Linked DNA regions of Mus musculus: region 1 is linked to region 2. Evidence: chromatin contacts called from public HiChIP or PLAC-seq data. All regions are on one chromosome and are shown on one strand. Each heading gives the region's core, a stretch centred on a gene start, on an enhancer-like site or on the middle of the called end of the contact. The rest is flanking DNA. Distances are from core to core; before and after follow the strand shown. Region 1 has its middle 21 kb from the start of Gm52779. Region 2 overlaps Scfd2 (Sec1 family domain containing 2).

The links. HiChIP or PLAC-seq counts read pairs in DNA pulled down with a chosen protein or histone mark.
Region 1: a contact with region 2 is called in an H3K27ac HiChIP or PLAC-seq map of heart atrium, with 8 times the contacts expected there. The contact joins two enhancer-like sites. A contact is called at or near these places in 1 of 15 datasets of contacts at CTCF or cohesin (the NIH/3T3 cell line), 17 of 484 Hi-C or Micro-C datasets (the C10 cell line, CD4 T cells, the G1E-ER4 cell line and 9 more) and 2 of 115 datasets of contacts at active chromatin or transcription factors (embryonic fibroblasts and heart atrium).

The regions. Positions count from the first base shown.
Region 1 is chr5:74,921,586-74,925,716 of GRCm38.p6, forward strand. No RefSeq gene overlaps it. Among named protein-coding and RNA genes, the nearest start is that of Gm52779, 21 kb to the right of the region's middle. Within about 2 kb of position 1,941, at least 10 of the 459 cell types and tissues checked have an H3K27ac peak or open chromatin away from gene starts, as enhancers often do. A contact at or near this core is called in heart atrium, where this site is marked.
Region 2 is chr5:74,298,158-74,302,184 of GRCm38.p6, forward strand. All of the region lies in intron 5 of Scfd2 (Sec1 family domain containing 2), which reads right to left. Among named protein-coding and RNA genes, the nearest start is that of Gm32064, 16 kb to the right of the region's middle. Within about 2 kb of position 2,149, at least 34 of the 459 cell types and tissues checked have an H3K27ac peak or open chromatin away from gene starts, as enhancers often do. A contact at or near this core is called in heart atrium, where this site is marked.

The sequences.
Region 1 (4,131 bases), core at 691-3,190, 620 kb after region 2:
GGAAACAATACAACTGGAGTTACAGACATTTTGAGTTCCCATGTGGGTGCTGGGAAACACACCCAGGTTCTCTGCAAGAGCAGCAAGTGCTTTCAACTGCTGTGCCATTTTCCCAGCTCTGTCCCTCTTCTTCTGTCCGAGGTCATTATGATAGTCTTTGACATATCTTCTCTGCTTCCTTCTAGGAGGGAGAAACAGGAGGATTGCCAAGTACTTGAGGGCTTTCTTGTCCAAATGAGACCTTATGTCAAAAAAGAAATAAAATAAATAATAAACAAACAACAAAAGGTACTCCTTATAGGACAGATTCATTCCCTCCCTCCCTCCCTCCCTTCCTCTCTCCCTCCCTCCCTTCCTCTCTCTCTCCCTCCCTCCCTCCTTCCCTCCCTCCCTCCCTCTCTCCTTTATTCTTTGGAAGATTCATAGATGTCTATGATGCATCTTACTCGTATTACTCTACCCCTTTCCCTCCTACTCCCCTTAGCTCTCTCCACAGTATAAATCCTTTCTAGCTTCATGTCCTCTCTGCTTTTTTTTTTTTTGTTTGTTTGTTTTGTTTTCTGTTTTATAATCCACTGATGACAATCAGTGCTCCCCATAGGCAAATGAAGTGACGTCACCCACTGGAATATGGGCAACCTGTCAGTCGCCAATTCTCAAAGAAAAATGACTCACTCTCTCCCAGCTGCTATCAACTGCCAACAGCCCCTGAGCTAGGGATGGGCATCGCAGGAGCCCTACCAAGTTCCATGATGGAATTTCTAGCTGGTTTGATCTTACACAGATAACCACCGTTGCTTTGCATTCTAGTGTGCACCAGCCACGCCACTCTCAGAGGAAGTGTTTCCTGGAACTCCTCCCTATCCTCTGGCTCTGGCATTCTCTGTCTTCCTCTGCAATGGTCCCTGAGCCCTTCTGGTGGTGAGGTCTCAATGTAGAAGTCCCTTCTAGACCAGAGCACTCAGTCACATACTCTCAGCTCTTTGAACAAATGGCTCTGAGTCTCTGCATTAACCACTGCCTGCTGCAATAAGAAGCTTCTTGGGTCACAGTTGAGAGCAGCACAAATACATGGACATTAATATTTAGAAGGCAGTGTAGTGGGGACTGGAGAGATGGCTCAGCCATTAAGAGCACTGGCTGCTCTTCCAGAGATCCTGAGTTTAATTCCCAGCAACCACATGGTGGCTCACAACCATCTGTAATGGGTATCCGGTGCCATCTTCTGCTGTGTCCGAACAGTGACAGTGACAGTGTACTCACATATATGAAATAAAAAATATGGCTGGAGTGAGTGGGACTGGAAAAAAGTAAAAAAAAAAAAAACAACTTATTTTTTAAAAGAAAGTAATTTAGCAATATTCAGCAAAACATCAGTGGGCGAGCCATGAGTTTTGAGCATGTTTGCAGCTCCAAATATGAATTCCTTCCTGTGGAACGGGTCTCAGGAGAACGACAGGCTGCTCCCCCACGGCAGCCTTGCCACTATTACATCATTGCATTAGTACTGCTGGCGCAGGTCAGGATTGTAGCACACAGGATGCAGCACAGATGAGACCACTGATGTCCTCTCTCCCCAGCAGCCTGCCTCGCACCCTCTAACCCTATGAAAGCAAGCTGCTGCTGCCTTCCTTTGGTTTTTATAACCCTCCAAAAATGCACATTCCACCTTTGGTTTTGAAATATTTTTTCTTTCTGGAAACAAGCATAGAGCCCAACACACGCTAGGGACCCAGCGAACAGTGTAGAAGGAACTGACAAGCCCACAAGTCCCTTCCTGGTGTCCTGACCACACTGAGAAAGACTGTGAGCATGCCAGGGAGAAGCAACTTGGGACCATTGAGAGGTGGGACTAGTGGCAGAGTGACAGGGGCCATGCTGGGGGGTTGGGGAACTAGCCTGCCCTGGAAGGCTAGTGCCTCTTTCCTGAAGCATTAAAGAAGGCTCCCCCACCCCAGGAAAGTCTGGCAATAACACCCAACTTCAATTCTAGACAGTCCACAGTGTTTTCGTGGCTGGCTGGCAGAACCCTAGCCAAGAAAGGGTTGCTTGGGGACATATCTCTGGAGTCCGGTCAGAAAGTGGGAAGGGGGACTTCCACACTCCTGTGAAAGGGGTCAGAGGAGGGACATCATCTAAGGATAGTGACAACAGCAATCCAGTGTTGATTTTGGAGCTCTGGATCAAAACAACTTGTATGAAAAGTAAAATAAAATAAAATAAAATAAAATAAAATAAAAAATAAACAGAGGAGGCCAAGCTACCAGTCCCATTACTAGACTTAGGATTTAAGAGCACACTGTACTCTGGACTGAAGGTTCGACTGGGAGAATCACAGATTCTCACCATTCAAATGACCTGTGATCTGCTTGCATTTTGTCTGGGGGTTTGGTTAGTTGATTTTTAGGTGCAGGGTCTCACTCTCCTGCCTCTGCCTTCCAAGTGCTGAGACCACAGGTATGCAGCACCACAGCCTCTCTGTGTATGCCTGCCACTTCTGTCTCAAATCCTCTCCCGGTGCGTGCCCTGCCGCCTTGTCACCACTGGACCTCCTCCCTCAAGTTCCAGTTTACATAGCCAACACCCATTGTTTTGAACACTTGTATTACCTCAATTTGAACTGACTGGAGCACTCTTAATTCAGAACTTCCATTAAAATAGAAAATAATAAAAGTCCAACAGGAAAGCAACCCAGCAGCACAGGTGGCTCCCTGCAGCAGAGCCTGACAAGCCAAGGACAACTCCAGCTGGAGCTGGCTTGTGCTCTGGGTGAGAGTTGAACTCTCAGCCCCTCCAGGAAGTTCCTTCTCCAGCAGGCACTGAGAAGGGAGTCTCAGCTCAAGCTCCTTGCTGCTGTGCAAGCTGGTTCTCGAACCAGCAGCACCTGGGACCTTCAGAAATGAAGAATCTCTGTGACTTTAGATAAGGGAGAGATTTCTAGTGCAGAGCTGCACACGCATAAGCATCAGAGGGAGACAGACGAGACGTCAGAGAGAATGCAAGTCTGTGTGTGCTTCAAAGGGAACTCCTAAAGTGAAGAGCTGAGGATGAGGCTCGGGGAACAGTACCTGCCTAGCACACACAAGCTCTGTGTTCAATTCCCAGCAACAAACAGGCGCGCTCGCACACACACCCACACATACACACACACTCACACACACACACACACACACACACAAACACACTCACATGCTCACACATGTTCATGTAATCTTGGGCAGGCAGGTTATAAACCGGTTTGGGAACTTCTCAAAACAGAAACATGTGTGGTCGGCAGCCATCATCTGCAGGGATGAAAATGTCACAGTGAAGCATGTTCTTTGAACCATTAACACAGTCTAAGGAACACTTTGTAAAATTAAAAGATGGGGCTGGGACTGTAGCTCAGTGACAGAGCAGTTGCTCCACACACATGACACCTGCCCTAGGTACCATCTCCAATAATACAAAGGAGGGGGTGGCTGTTTTGTTTTGTTTTAAACCAAGAACGATGGTTCTGCTAGTAGGACCTGCAGTCCCAGCTACCTGAGAGCATATATAGTAGGAGGAACACTTGAGCCCAATCTAGCAAGTACAGTGAGACCCATCTGAAGGAATGGGGGGAGGGAGGCAGGGAGGGAGGGAGGGAGGGAGAGGAAGAGAGAGCAGAGTTATCGTATAAATTCATGGTCCCAAACCACGGTCACTCCAGCTCCGGGATATCCAACACTCTCTTTCAGGGGGCACTGAACTCTCACACGCATGTGCTCATACACACACACAAATAACTTTAAACTATATAAATAAACATTTAATGTAACCCAATGCAACCGAAAGGATCCAGCGTTGATTGGTTGGCACTACAGTGTGGCTGACCTTGAAAGCACCACAGTTAGTAAGACAGCCCAAGGCACCCAGAAGACGTTTCCTGAGCCATTCTGCTTGGCTTTTGTGCTTCATCTGGTTTGGTTGGATGGTTTTAAGATAGGATTTCCTTAGGTAGTCCATGCTGTCCTGACACTCACTATGTGACCCAGAACGGCCTCCACCTCAGGATCCTGCTGCCTTAGACCACTCTCCCCATCAAGTGTACAGTACCACACTGGGTATTTGATAGCATTTGTGCAAATCCATAGACACACAAGTTGGCTT
Region 2 (4,027 bases), core at 899-3,398:
AGCAAGCTAGGACCTTCTGAAGTCACCTGATCAGGCCCATCTGGTTCCAGTGGAAGATGGCTGCCTTGTTCTCTTTGAGCCTTCCTGAACTGCTGTGAGCTGAGAGAGGAACTCTTGGATACTGGGTGGCCTGTCTCATCAGCATCCCTTCAGTCTGCTTTTGCTCCTCAGAGCTGCCTGGGGGCTGTCTGGTCCTAAGCTCTGCTGCTCTGCATCCTCCAGCATTATGCACAGAACATGGAGTACAGCGAGCACACACGCACAGTGAGTGTCCATGGCAGGTGGAGACGCTGGGTCCTGGAGGCCATGGACCTGTCATAGGTGGCTAGAGAGCGAGTCTAAGAGGAGCCCAAAAACCCGCACAGTGGGAAGGCCTAGAGGCAGGTCAGTGAGAACACACAGCTGAGCTCTCGAGCCCCATGCTCATTTTTCTCCCATATCTAAATTCCAAGATAATTTCACACAAGAACAGAGATTTCTAACATCTCTTGAAAAATCCCATCTTGTAGCCCTGAGCCCACATTCCTTCCACCTTGGCACTGATAGCATTGATGGCAATTGTTCTTTTAGGGGTGATTTGGTCCCTTACCATCCACATTACCTGTGTGACTTACACTACCTATGTGAAGACGAGCCCTGTGAGCTAGCCCTGATCTACTGGAATAGGTTAGAAGTCCAGCCACACTGTGGACAGAGGAGCAAGGAGAATGCCAGTTTCAGTGCTGAGTCTCCACAGTCTCCGGACAAAGCATAAAGGACCTCAGCACCCAGTCCCGGCCTGTCTTCCAGGCGGCCTCAGCACCCAGTCCCGACCTGTCTTCCAGGTGGCCTCAGCACCCAGTCCCAGCCTGTCTTCCAGGTGGCCTCAGCACCCAGTCCCGGCCAGTCTTCTAGGCAGCTTGCTGAGCATTTTCTGGCCACCTGCACCTTTGAGCCCTTCATGTTTCTGTGCTTGGCATGGAAGTGTACACTTGAACCCCACTGCTCCAGAAACAGAGGCAGGAGGCCAGTCTGGGCTACATGTGAGACCTTACCTCACAAATTAAAACACCTTTATGACTGATTGATAACTATCTCCTTGAGTATTAAGTTAAACAAAACTGTATATATCACTGATTTGATTTTTAAGAGAGTGCTGTAACTCTGAGATTTAAAAAAGTCATACACAGGAGGAAAAAACCCCCTAGAGACCCTGTATCTGAAGAGACAGTGTTTCTCCTTGAGAGGGAAGGCTGAAGACTTTAAAAAGTAAAGTCCACGGGTGCTAGGCAGAAGAGCTGTGCTGTCTGCTAGTCCCCTCAGATTAGATTAGATTCTCCTCAGGGGGAAGCCGTGGGCAATCTGAGACAAGGTCTCTTGAGATTGACCCCAACCAATGTTTTGAGCACATCCGTCCTGTCCCTACATTAACATCCCTCCTGCCTTCCCCCTCTCCATCTGTATCCTCTCTCCCTCCCATTCTCAACTTATAGCTCTGAATGTCTGATGTTCTCTGCTATCTCTGTGTCCTTCTCTCCTAGAAAACTATTTATTTCGCAAGCCCCCTCACCTGAGCCAGCACCGCTGACTTTAAGGAGAGGGGTGGGGCAAGGCTAGAACATTTGTTGGTCCCTTGCTCTGGTGTGTGGGCCCCTTGAAGACAGGCATGCGCTTCCCCAGTGCTCTGTACTCTGTTGGCCCAGTTGGGAGTCTGACTTCTAGTCTCCATGTGTTTGTACTGTGTTAGTTTTAGACAACCCCCTGGAGTTCTATGAAAGGGTTGAAGTGAGACTAAATGTTGTGAGGTGCATTTGGTCAGGAGGGACAGCATGTGCAGCCTAGGGACAGGAAAAGGGCCCTCTTGGTTAAAAAGGTTAAATGATTATCCATGCAGGCCTCTTCAGGTCTTCTGCATGGATAATCTGAAGGGCGAACACACTTCTAGAAATGGGCCCAAGAGGACTTTCAACCCCAGGGGGATTCTCATTAGCAGGAAGTAAACAAGAAGTATGCCCTGAATTTAGAAAATAAAGAGTTTCCAATAAATGTCTGAAATAGTTCTGGTTCCTAAGTATCATTATGCCCTTCAAAATGAATGCCCCAGGAGGCCTGCCTTCTAATCAGCACACGTGCTTGTCAGAGCTGGCTATAAAAAGAAGCAGTACTTAGGCGTCCACTCCTCCACCACAGAAGGAAACTGAATAACAGCATACACACGCTATGTGGCCAGTGGGGGAGACCTGTGGGCTCTGCTTCAGAACAGCTCTTGTGCTGAGCAGTCCAATCTGCTGGGCACCTAGCAACCCGAGACTACCAGACTGGAGAGTGTGCAGTGGAGACATAAACAAGTGTTGCATGGAAACCAGGGTGGGAGCCCTGGGGACCAGTGTCTGCTGACCAGGGAAACAGGAGGGCAATTATCTCTCCATCCACTGTCACTGTCATCAGAGTACATCCCATAACTATCATTTAAATGCTACATGCCCAATGCCACTTTCTAAGTTTAATCCCTGCCACCCTACAGGGTAGGTTGCATTCTGATTCCTTTTGTCAGACGAGGAAACTGTTGTGGACGGTGACTTATTGGAGGTCACAGTGTTAATCGAGAAGGAGCCTGCTAGAGTGGGACAGAGGGGCCAAAGAAGGGCTGGAGGGTAGGTAGTAGCCAAGCTCAATCTTTGCAAACACTCTCTGAGAAAGCATCCTGGAGGCTAGGCAGGGCAAGCCCCTGAGGACAGGCCATGTACCACTCACTGGAAGGAAGGGGGCAGAGCATCCAAGCCCTGCTCACAGCCGGCGGGTGTTTGGGGTTAAGCCCCTCCTTCTTGACCAGCAGACACAGTCGTGGATAGATGGGGATTTTCACTCCTAACTAAGGCAGCACAAATTGATGAGATCCACAAATCCTGTACTTTTCCAAAATTCTACGGGGAATGAACATTGGTTGCCCACAACTGCTGATATCTGATGTTGGGAAAGCCCCTGGCTGGCTTTCTGGGGTCAAGCATTTGACCCTGCTCGACAAGAACCCAAACCATGGCCAGCTCTGTACCCACAGTCATGGGGTCTTTCCTAAAGATGTGTTTGTGAGGTCACCTCCTCCTCATTCATGAGACATCAGCAAGCTCTTTGTTGGCAAGATTATGAAATATAAATTCACCAGCCCCTCTGTTAGGAATGATGATTCATTTCTTGTTTGTATCTATATCCCAAAGCCTTTTGTTTCCATTAAGGTATAATAAGATAAACAATAAAACTTTCACCCATAAATCCAAAGACTGTCTTGCTTACAAAGATGGTGTGTGTGTGTGTGTGTGTGCTCGCGTGCACATGCACTTAACTGAGGTAAAGCTAGCCTTTCAGTGTGATTATAGGAACTACTGAATTGTCTCCATGGTGTGTATTCAAGGGCCAAGGGCAGCATTCACCATGAGAGCTTTCTGCTACATACTTCACAGGAACAAGAGCAGCACTTGTCTTTAAACACACACTGCAGTATGCTCAGCACTCTACCCTAAACTCATCATGAGGGGAGAAGGGGACAGAGTTCTGCCTGCTGCTGGCAAAGGTCCCCATGGCCACCTCCCCTCCAGTGCTCACTGCCTCATAGCACAGTTGCTTGAGCACCAGCAGGCCTTGCCTGACACAGCCTATGGCCTGCCTTTTCCACACCTGCCACCCAAGGCTCCTGGTCATTCCTTATCAGTCTGGCTCTCAATCTGTTTCCAAACATGTTGGCTCTGGCTGTTTGCCTCCCAGCATAGCTCTCCGGATCTCTGTTCTTTCTGAAATTCATGCCTCCATGTTCCCAATTTCTCTGCTTTCCTTTGCATTTTCATACTCCACTTAGATGTAAGCTTTCTTCTTGCTGACTCCCACAATGGTTGCTTACTCTTCCTTAAATCTTACACCCTGAGACTGGAGGAAGGAGACAGTCTTCATTAATAGAAGTTTCAAGGAAACTCCCTGATTCTAGATAGGGCCATTAGAAGGCAACTGTTTTCAAAGAACAAAGCACAACTCAAGAACAAGGATGCAGCTTGTCTGG